Linked DNA regions of Mus musculus: all the other regions are linked to region 1. The links are chromatin contacts, called in public promoter capture Hi-C maps. All regions are on one chromosome and are shown on one strand. The core of a region is the stretch at or near the end of the contact, and the rest is flanking DNA. Distances in the headings are between cores, read along the strand shown. Region 1 holds the start of Stpg2 (sperm tail PG rich repeat containing 2). Region 2 holds the start of Cenpe (centromere protein E). Region 3 holds the start of Kyat3 (kynurenine aminotransferase 3). Region 4 holds the start of Pdlim5 (PDZ and LIM domain 5).

Region 1 (2,693 bases), core at 137-2,636:
AAGTAAGCTAGAGTTCTAAAGCTTAGACCAGCCATGCAAGGATGTCTGTAAAGTGACTGACAACGACGCAGACTTTAAGCCTGTGGGAAACTTAGAGACATAAACCACCTCTATCTCTATAAAGAATTTCACTTGGGAGTGGCTGGATATAAATGGTGATTGAAGTAACAGATATGAATAAGAGAGTACAATGAGCAAAGCAACAAGAACAAGATGTAAAGCTAAGTATCTTATAAATTTAGCTGTGCATGATTAGTGGGAAAAAAAGAAAAATAAAACATGATTCCTTGCTTCAGTACCGAATCATGTGTCAGGTACTGAACAGCAGGAAAAAAAATGAGACAGAAAGCAACAAAGAAAGTGGTCAGCTGTACCAAAATAAAGGTCAAAAAAAAAAGTTATGGGTGTGCAAAAGCATCATAGGTGTGCCCATTACAGATGGTCACTGGTAAACACAAGATGCTGGGGAATACATGCTTATACCATCTCAACAGTACTTGGCATAGGTACCAAAAATGCTGAGGACAGATGCTGAAAAGATGTAAAATTTGAGATCTGAAACGCAAACAGAATTTTACCATGTCCAGAGAAACTTAAACTAACCATAATGGAGCAGGGATGTAAACAGAGTACTCACTCCTGGAACTTTAAGGGGGCAGGAGGTATTTTATATCTACTGAAAAATGCAGGTTTACAAAAGAAACCACTAGAATTTGGGTGGTATTAAACTCAAACAAAAACAAAAACCAGAACTTTAAAAGCAGAGACCGAATTAGAAATATTTATTAAAAGTTGGACCTAATTCACAAACTGGGGGGGGGGGGGGGGGTGAGAAATGAAGAAAAGCAATTAACTACTTCAATTATTAGTCCCTAGGCCACCCCTGAAGGCTATAACTTTTCACAGAATGTAGAAAGAGGGTCTCAGTATAAAGCCAGGGATGGTCAGATAACTTCACTCCGGGGAGTGGGGGAGATTGGGGACGGGATCCAATTTGTAAGTGATAATACAGAATAGAAATGTAAACAATTACATCGTGGTAAATAAATCTGATTAAAGTGTGTGCAAAAGCAAGTATTGTGTTTCATACAGTCACAAACTTGTTATGTCATACAGTCAAGAGCCAAGGAATCAAAATCCTGGTTCTAGTATCGTCTCTACCTGCGACGTGTTACATTTCTGAACAGTGGTCCTTTTTGACTTTGTGTTTAACCTGAGGGCAGGCTGAAGGCGGGCCGTCTGTCACCGCAAGCTGGCCATCAGCATCTTACCTGTGGCCTGCTGCTTAGGAAAAGGTACCTGGTAGGTCCCAGGCCCCACGTGCTCCTCGGTGCTGCCGCGGTTGGCACAGTCGAGCCAGCGCGGAGCACGGTCATACATAGTGATGAGGGGCGGGGCCCACGGGACCGGAAACTAGACAGGCGGCCTGCGTCGTCCCTACACGCGGGACTAGAGTGCGAGCTGCGTGCTGACTGGCTCAGCGGCGTCAGCTTTCCCTCGGGTCCTCGGCACAGAGGTAAAGTGGCGAGGACAGCAGCCAGAGGACCCGCCCGCCAGCCCGCCAGCGTTCAATTCAGCGCTCACGGGTCACGCCAGAGACCGGGCTTAGCCGCCTGAACTTCCGGCTCTGGCTCCGCCCACTCCCCGCCTCCCGGAAACCTTGGAAGGGCAGAGGCCGGAAGGACTCGGGCCTGTAGGTGCACTTCCGGCACCGGCCTCGGAGCATTTCCGGTCGAGCGCTCAGAGCTCGGAGATGTCTTGTAGAGTCTGACGAAGCTCCCTGCGCTAGGCAGGGCGGTGCTGCACCTCAGCTCCACCTCAGCTCCGCCTCAACTCACCTGCTTCCTGTCCCAGAATACCTTCGCTGCGCAGAAAAGCCCTAGAAACGCACTAGAAGGAGGCGAATTAATTTGATTTTGATTTGCCTTCCCTGTAAATCAGGGTGACTGGAAAGACCCGGGGGGCGGGGCAGCGAGGCGGGGACAGGTGGAATAGAAAAGCTCGGGACCCCAAAACAGGGTTTGGGATCAGCAAAGTCCCCCTTCACTCCTGTCAAAAAGGCATCCTCTGAATAAAGTCACTACTGAATCTGACCTGCAGGCCATCAAGATTTCTAAAGGAAAGCTGGGAACGCAGAGGGTTGGGGGCGGGGGTGGGGGGGTGACAAGAAATGGCAACATCTGAAAAGGGGAAAGCTTGCCTACTGAAGCAAGTCAAGGGCAAGGGCTAAAAACTGCTTCTGGTGTTGGACACGGATAAATGGCAACATTGTCTACAAAGTAAGGTGAAGGCATCGAAAAAGCCCAAGCCACCCTCATCGATCCACTGAATCTTCAGCAACAGGCGCTGGAGAGTATCAGAATCCATCTATGTGTTTGGTTGGTTTTTTTCATTAAGAAATCCACACAGCTTCTAAACATCCTTAAAGGCTTAGGCCAGTGGTTCTCAACCTTCTGAATGCTGCAACCCTTTAATACGGTTTCTCAACTTGTAGTGGCCCCATACCATAAAATCATTTTCATTGCTACTTTATAACTTTGGTACTGTTAGGAAGCACAATGTAAGTATTTTTGGAGGTAGAAGTTTGCCAGTGGGGTTGTGACCCACAGGTAAAGAACCACTGGCTTAGGCAATCCTTCCATGGCCCTGCCTTACCCACAAAAGAGCTAGAGTGCCTCAGTCCCCAATACAAA
Region 2 (2,693 bases), core at 126-2,625, 4.0 Mb after region 1:
CATGCCCTAAATCCCCTGAACTATGTCACTAATCTCTTTCTGTTCTTTACTTTGAGACATTGTCTCACCTTGTTGGCCTGGAACTCACTAGGTAGCCCAGGCTGGTCTACAACTAAGATACACCTCCCTCTGTCTTCTGAGTGCTGGGGTTAAAGGCCTGTGCCACCATGACAGACACCACTAATCTCTTCAGTGCCACCTTCCTCTAAATTCCTATTCGTACCAAACACCACATCAGTCAAGCAATCTGGAAGTTGAATCTCTGTGATCTATCCATCAATGAACCACCTATTCTGTAGTGTTAGCGTTTTCCTGACACCAGGTACCCCATGTCTCTGAAGGCCCAGTGGCTCTTTCAACATTCTGCACAGTTTTGTTTTGTTTTTCTTTTTTTTTTCTGTGTATCGTTAACGGCTTATGTCTATAGATATACTGTTTTAGTTTGCTTTGTGCTGCTGTGATAAAATATCATGACCAAAAGCAACTTGGAGTGGAAAAGGTTTATATCAAAAGCAACTTGGAACGGAGAAGGTTTATATCAGCCTACACTTCCAGCCCCAGGGAAAGTCAGGGCAGGGTCGCAAGCAGGAGTGGAGGCAGAATTCATGAAGCACATTGTTTATTGTCTTGCTCTCTCTGGGTTTTGCCTACGTAGCTGTCTTACACAGCCTTGAGTTCCATGAGTAAGAATGGAACCACCCAGACTGGCCTAAGCACTGCCCATATCAACCAGGAACTAAGATTCCACCACAAGGACATGCCCACTGGCCAACTTCATCCAGGTAGTCCTCCAATGGAGACTCCCTTAGATATAGCTGGCTGTCAAGTCAACAGCTAATGCTAACTAGGAGCCAGCTTTTTCCCAAATTAGGGAAGGAACTTAAATGCAAGAAATAATCAATTTTGAGAATCTCGCCTATCGACCACCCGTTTAATACCAATTTCTCAAGCTTTAGCATCTCTAGCTGAAGGCCAGAAGCCAGCAAACCCAGTAGACTTCATCAACCCCCTCTTGTCTTTTCTTTCTGGCATTCCCGACCTTTTCCCACTACTGAACATTCACTGTCTCCGTCCATCAGGCGAGGACGGCAGTGTCCCCTGAGCAGAACTACGCGCAGTCGGACCGTGTTTTCGGGGAAACGGAGTCCTGCACCCGGGTGTCGGTGTGACTCGGGGCAGCGCGGGCTGGGACGCAGGTCCCCACGCCGCCCCAGGCCGCCTACCTGCTGTTGAGGGGTCGCACACGAACACAGACAGCCACTGAAGCCTCCTCGGCCATCCTGTCCGCTGCAGACTAAGGGAAACGAAGGAGAGCAACGGCGCCGACCGAGCTCCCGGGCCGCCCCGCCTTTAAGTTTAAAATGTCCTCAAGGTTGCAGCGGATTGGGTGGCGCAGCGTCATGACGTCACGGGACAGTCCAAGTGCTGCGGCGAGTGGGGGTTGCGGGGGGAAAGGCGGGGCGAGTCCATGGATGGGGAAGGCGGGGGAGACTCAGAGATCCCGGAACTGAGAGCCTCAGAACTCAGCTGGAGAGAAGTTTTGTGTTAGAGTCACGCCTGCAGAACAAAAGAATTATAATCTTAAAAAACAAACAAACAAGAACTCCAGACTAGACCAAACCAAAAAAAGCTTTCGTTTTGTTTTAAAGCCTCCAATGGGAACTCACTGCCCAGCCAGGAAAGGAAGATTTTCTTTTCTTTTGGAACTGCTTTGAGGCGTTGTTGTTTCTTTTCTTTAACTTTCATTTCTCTGGACGGTGAGTGTAAGAGCCTCATGTAAGGGAGAGAATCATTGACACCTGGGAAAATGTTGTGGGGACATGACAGTGCTGCACACTAGAGCATGGATTACCCGAGAAATCCCCAGTACTAGGCATGGAACACTTCTTTTCATGTTGGTTAGAGTAATCCAAGAGGCTCCCAAAATAATAAAGCTACGCCTTAGGGACGAGGCTTCTAGCTCAGAAACAGCTGGAATTTTCTAATTCCCGACAAGTCTGAAGTATGTGGTGTCTCCAGGCAACAATGACTTAACCTTCAGCCTCAGGGAGGCAACCAAGGACAATTTGGGGATGTCAGTTCTCTCCTACCACTAGGTTCTAGGGATTCAACTTTAGCTTGGCAGCCAGTGACTTTACTCACTGAGCTATCTTCCCTGCCCTGTTTTAACTTTTTTTTTTTTTTTTAAAGTGGGCAAATATATATTTAGCTGTAGGGAACAAACTTATGAAGGGGAAGAAATGTTATGTCATTAAAGGCTCAGAGGCAAGGAAGGGATTTTTTAGAGCAAGAGTATTATTTTCACAGCTGTGATTTTGTCACACTGTCTTTGCTAACATTATATAGCAGGCAGTATTTATTAAAGATTGACTGTATTCCACTATATGATCTATGCTGTTCATCAAGAGATAATTATTAGAAGGAAAAAGAGAGGGACTGAGAGGGTAGCAGAAGAGGTGAATTTGACAAAAGGACGTAATATTCAGGTATGAAAATGTCATAACAAAATGAAACGTCTTGTACAATTAATATACACTAATGAGAAAGAGATGGTGCTTGATGGTTCAAGGCCAATGGGGGCAGTTTAATCAGTCTCACAATAACTGAAAAGGGGGCCGGAGCTGGGGAATCCTGCATCATTCTGTTCAATTCCTAACAGTACAGAAAAAGAGATATTCATTGTGAAACTGTTT
Region 3 (2,693 bases), core at 51-2,550, 3.5 Mb before region 1:
CATAGGAGGTATACAGACATAAAGAATAGTTGTGTTAGCAATCTGAAAACGTCAGGAACCTTCAGGTTACCTAAAAGCTCAAGAAAGATTTATCAGAGACAGCCTCTTGATAAATAACACTGCTCCCTTTATTTTCACCACATGCCATACCTGTTAGCCGGGTTCTAGAGTGTTTATAAAGTTCGCTAATTGCAACAGAGCGAGGTGAACAGGGTTCTAGCTTTCAAAGTACAGAGGCATTCAAGGCCATATGAAGAGGTGAAGCATGAATAAAAAACACAGTCAAGTTTATCAGCATAAGTGTTAAGAGGCATTATCAGCATAAGAGTTAAGAGGCACCATTCAAAACGGGCTTTAAGGCCGCGTGAAAGTGAGATTCTCTCACAAGGGAAGCGGTATGGTCACCTGATGCCGAAATTAGGGTACCGCACACAGGCAAAAGTTGAACAGATTTACAGGCTGGCTGGCTGCAGCCCTGAGCAAGCTTCCCGTGTGCCACCTACCTACCCAGCAGCCCATAGGTGGAACACTGAATGGAGGTGCTTAGGGGCGAGCGGCTCAGATCTACAAGAATGCTTGACCTTCAGACACCACCAATTAAGACTGCTTTTGTCTTTTGCAAAGCTCCGAAAAGATAATCTCAAGCTTCTGGTTTAACTGCTTTTCCAACCCTGAACTTTCGCCTTATCTGGGCTAGGGAGGTAGCTCAGTTAGTAGGGATGAAGCTCTGGGTTCCAACCTAGGCACCGAATAAAACCAGCAGCGGTGGCGCACACCTCTAATCTTAGCACTGGGTGTGTGGGTCGGGTGTGTGGGAGTGGAGATAGGAGGATTAAAAAGTTCCTTTGCCACAAAACTACTTCCAGAAGAAGAGACTGTCTCAAGAAACAAACACAAACATCTTTCACGGATGAACTGAAGTCAGTATTGCCCTTGCAAAGGTGCGTTCTAAACACCCAGACTACACAATCAAGAGTAAAAGGGACAAGGGTGGACTTTTCTCCAAAGAAAAGCCTGTCAACCCCAAGATAAATCCCACAGTCTCCGCTGTGGTCCGACCATGTGCCTAGTACGGGCGCTTCTCCTGCCCGCCGACCTCCCTTTGGCTCCCGGCTCCGCAAACTCTGTATGCCCCGGGCCGAGTCACCGCTCACTACGTCCCGCCCGCTTACATCGTTCTCCTGGTTCCAATGCGTCCCTGGCCTTAGTCCGGAGGTCGCTAGGTGTCGCCGGGGTTCCTGGCGGAATGCACTCGGGGATCCAGAAGCAGAGTGCAGCAGGAACCCTCCTGATTGTAGAGGAGGCGGGGTGGAGGCGGTTCGTGGCTCTGACCAGGGATTGGCTCCGGTATCAGGGCTAAGGCTACAGATTGGTTACGGATTTCTCCAATCGTGGCGCGCCCTGTGAGAGTGCACAAGAAGCTCCCAGGCTAGGGGACAGGGCGTGGCCTTGGCTGAGTATCCAGGAAAAAGTGGAAGTGTGCGACTGTTTGGAGCAGAACTGTTTTTAAATCTCCGCTGCGTGGATTCGAAGCAGGTTCTAGGAGAAAGACTTGAAAATGCTTGAGAGGCCGGCCTGTGTAGTTGTCTATGTGTTCCCTCTGATGGGGAGAGAGGAGGGAGAGGGAATCTTTCCTTCGGAACTGTAAAGTGATGCAGGACCTAAAAGGCGGAGGAAGTGACACTGAAGCGGGAGGACAAGCTGTTAAGAGCACAGCTTGGGGGTTAGATTTTCTTCCTCTTGCGTTTAAAGGAGTCGAGGTGTTGTAGTTCACGAGAGCGGCTGAACGCTGTACTCACGCCTGTAGGAAGGAACAAAAGCGGATTTGGTTGGATGCACTGACCTTGCCACAGTGAGCCAAGCGCTTCTGTATTTTGTTACGAACATTAAAGGTGCTCATTGTAAGCAAGGGCACAGGCAGGCTGCTGAACTGACCGACCCATGGTGGGAAGAAGATGTTTACCTAAGATATAGGAGAGAGAGAATAACTAGAGGATTTGGGGAAAGTCCAAAGCAGTTATGGGAAGAGAGCAGAGAGGCAGACTGGCAAGGGCTGTCTCTCCAGAGCAGAGGGAATAGCAGGAAAAACCTTGCGAGTTATAAAGAAAAACCGGTGGCTGCAGCTTCAGGTGTGTGTGTGTGTGTGTGTGTGTGTGTGTGTGTGTGTGTGTGTGTTTGTCCTGTGAATTGGAACAGCCTGGAAGTTTAGAATAGAAGGGGAGGAGGGCTTGAGAGCTCTGTGGCTTTGGTAGGCACTTTGTATCTTAATAGGCAAGTGGATTTTCCTGGCAGACAGAAGGTTTCAGAGGTCCTTAAGGATGAGGGTGAACTTTTGTCTCTCCCTGAAATTCTACAGTGGAGCTTGAGGTGAGGCAAGCCTTCATTTTGAACCCAGTCAGCGGGTCTGTCCATATTCGGGATTCTTGGAGTTTTCCCCTTTGGACCTAAAACTCATGACGATCTGGAATGGCTTTATCTGCAGTCGGTGTTCTGTTGATATTGCTGAGGTTGAATTGGGGAACATCGCAGTTCGTTCTCAAGGTTTTTGAGGCTAAGTGGCTGCTCGGTGTCCCTTTCCTTTCTCTCTCTTCTCCTTTTCACATACAACCATTACAGTAAGCTGCTAGTTTCTTATTTCAAAACACAGGGTATGTTTCATGACCACTGTGTTCCTAGTTTCTGATATAATTACA
Region 4 (2,693 bases), core at 118-2,617, 3.2 Mb before region 1:
AGAATCTGTTGCAACTTTCATTTGTAAACATTGTGACTAAGGCTGGTATTCATCCTATGAAGGCAACTGTAAGGCTGACTCTTTGCTTTGCAGGGGATATCTGTTTACATGTAACCATTCTTAACCATTTACTTTGGAATGATCTATGAAACAGAACCCTAAAACACACTAGACAAATCCCACATTAGAAAAATTCTTCCCTGCAAACTAGTTTTCCTTTTAGAATGTAATACAATCAACAACTGGCCAACAAAATATGCAAGTCACATCCATGTTAAACTTTCTAGTATATACATTAAAAAATGAAAATAAGTTGTAATAATGTTTTAAATAGGCAGATAATATCAACATATAATCAACATACCTATTTTTTAAATTTATAACATTTTAAAAACCTGGTCCATATATGTCAACTTGGCCACTAAACATCCAACTGTACAGTGAAATGTAGTCCTACTGAAGCTTCTATTTAATGGAAATCCTATCCTACTCATGTATAAATTTAGATTCATAACAATGATATAAAACATTTTTACAATGAGTTAAATAGACATATGTGGCCAGTGGCTACTATTTGAACAACTTTGAACCTACTTTAGGAGTTTGCTTGTACCTCTAGAGCAGACTCCAGACTCAGGGACTTCGGTTGAGGTTTATTTTTGTTTGATACACCACTTGGTTAACACTTGTGCTTTTAATATTTTAAAAGTTTCTTTTCGAGTATTCGTTAAACATTACTAACGTTTGCTTGTGAATAAATTCTCTGGGCAAAACCAAACAACTTTACAGAAGTAGGTAAATGTGCTGTTAATTTGGAATTAGAAAAATAAGCTGAGGATACAGTGGCTGAATCACTTTTGGCCACTGCTTTGTATGGCTGTCCTTTAGCTTGACGACAGATTTAACTTCTGCATATTAGGGTTAGCGATTTTCACCTTCCTGACAAGCAAACTTCAGAGTTTGCACTTCTCGAGAGTATACAGAGGTCTTTCACAAAAGCAGGCGGTAGTCGCTGAACTTGCACCGGCAGAGATTTAGCTAAAGCCCTTTTCTATTTTCAGCCAGACCAACTGCGGGTCAATTCAAGTTTCTGCAGAGTGAAAAACGCCGAAATACAAAACAGAGAAGCGGAAGGCTAGATCTTTGCCAGGTACCAGTCCAAGACTACACCCCGGAGACTACGCCCACCGAAACTCCACAGGGGCAATTGTTTTTTGTGGCGGCGGCAGCCGGTCCCAGCAAGTCACAGAGCACAACAGGGAGACTCCACTGCCTTCTAAGCCCTGAGCGACGTGGCCCCGCCCAGCCCGGACCATGGGGGCGTGACCATTAGGGGAGGGGCGTGGCCAGCCTTGGGGCGAGGCGGGGCGAGCGCGGAGGCGGAAGTTCCCCACCGGCTTGAGAGGGACGGCGCAGGCACCGCGAGCCACTTGTCAGCGCTGGTCTGAGGCGGAGGGTGCGCCGCGCCGGTCAGGAGGTGAGTGGCCGCGGGAGGCGGAGGAGCACGTCCTGGTCCGCGAGGGAACAGGAGGAGAAGCGGGTGACGGGGTGCGGCGCGTGGAGGGGCGCGGGACGAGAGGAGGACGGGGCGAGCGTGTCCCCGGGAGCCGCTGCTCCTCAGGTGCTCCCGGTGCGCGCCGAGGTGTGAGAAGCGCCCGGGGCAGGGCGGCGCGCGGCGGGACTGAGCGCCCGGAGCCGGGGCTCTCGGGGACCGGCGCTCCGGAGAGCCGGGCGCACCAGGGGGCGCCCGCCGAGCCGGAGGGCAGGCGGCGAAGGGCAGCACCTCGGCCTGGGGCGCGCCAGCCCCCAGGGAAGCTCCGGCGAGCCGAGAGTGTGCGCCTGCACGGGAAAGCGGCGCAGTTTTGTTTGCTGGCTCCCAGGCTACGGAGAAGCGTGTATTTCCCCCTCCCTGAAATATGTGCAGTTGTGTAACCTGTGAGGGTTACACGTCGGTGCGTCCAGAAGGAAAGCCCACTTAGATCAGTCGCGGTCGCCAGTTTTTATGAAACTGGTGTATACTTGGGGCTTGGGTCAGACTGAGCTTCAGCCCCGTTTGACAATGAGTGGAAAGAGGAAGGGCGTATGGACTGGGCAGAACTTGGAAAGAAAATTCGTGACTGGGCTGGGCAGGTCTAGGGTGTGATCGCCAGATCCTATCCCAGGTCCGCCTTCTTGACCCGAGGACGTCTGAACCCGCCTGCTACGGAAACTGCTAGCTGGGGAACCTTATTTGGCCAACAGGGCTAGGCGTGAACCCAAGCTGGGAAACGTCTCATCCCTCAGCCTTAGTGCTTTAGTCCTCCCACCATTCTATCTCAGGAAGGGGAGAAAGAATCTCTAGGTTGTCTTAATTGAAGGGCTCCTCACTTGTAGGTCTCTCCCGGTTACGCACACCAAGGAAACTCGCACACAAGTGTGGGAAACCACTTTTAGCCTCCCTCACTAGCAGTAGATGGAAGGTATTATTTATGCTGTCCCTAAAAGAAAATCCAAAGCTCTACAGAAATTCCAACGTTTTTACATGTTTGAAAGCAGAATAAGCTGTTATTTCCTGCCTGCTTGGTTGGTATTTTAGCATTTGGGCACTAATAACCACATGGGGGAGACTTGGAAAAAGCCAATAAAAATATTGCCGTTGCTTAAGGATCAGAATATTTTCAGACAAATGAATTCCAAGCGAAGCTAGCAGAAAG

What was found. Promoter capture Hi-C pulls out the DNA fragments that hold promoters and counts their contacts.
Region 2: a promoter capture Hi-C map of pre-B cells shows a contact between it and region 1, with 4 times the contacts expected there. The contact joins the promoter of Cenpe here to the promoter of Stpg2 in region 1. A contact is called at or near these places in 1 of 39 promoter capture datasets (pre-B cells) and 2 of 484 Hi-C or Micro-C datasets (CD4 T cells and uterus).
Region 3: a promoter capture Hi-C map of pre-B cells shows a contact between it and region 1, with 6 times the contacts expected there. The contact joins the promoter of Kyat3 here to the promoter of Stpg2 in region 1. A contact is called at or near these places in 3 of 39 promoter capture datasets (cranial neural crest, hippocampal neurons and pre-B cells).
Region 4: a contact with region 1 is called in a promoter capture Hi-C map of pre-B cells. The contact joins the promoter of Pdlim5 here to the promoter of Stpg2 in region 1. A contact is called at or near these places in 2 of 39 promoter capture datasets (cranial neural crest and pre-B cells).

The regions. Positions count from the first base shown.
Region 1 is chr3:139,204,586-139,207,278 of GRCm38.p6, reverse strand. Stpg2 (sperm tail PG rich repeat containing 2) reads right to left here and starts at 1,386. Exons shown (of 14, transcript NM_198659.2): 1 at 1,272-1,386. The coding sequence starts at 1,380.
Region 2 is chr3:135,211,245-135,213,937 of GRCm38.p6, reverse strand. Cenpe (centromere protein E) reads right to left here and starts at 1,375. Exons shown (of 46, transcript NM_173762.4): 1 at 1,224-1,375. The coding sequence starts at 1,279.
Region 3 is chr3:142,699,655-142,702,347 of GRCm38.p6, reverse strand. Kyat3 (kynurenine aminotransferase 3) reads right to left here and starts at 1,300. Exons shown (of 14, transcript NM_001293560.1): 1 at 1,173-1,300.
Region 4 is chr3:142,394,370-142,397,062 of GRCm38.p6, reverse strand. Pdlim5 (PDZ and LIM domain 5) reads left to right here and starts at 1,367. Exons shown (of 13, transcript NM_019808.3): 1 at 1,367-1,477.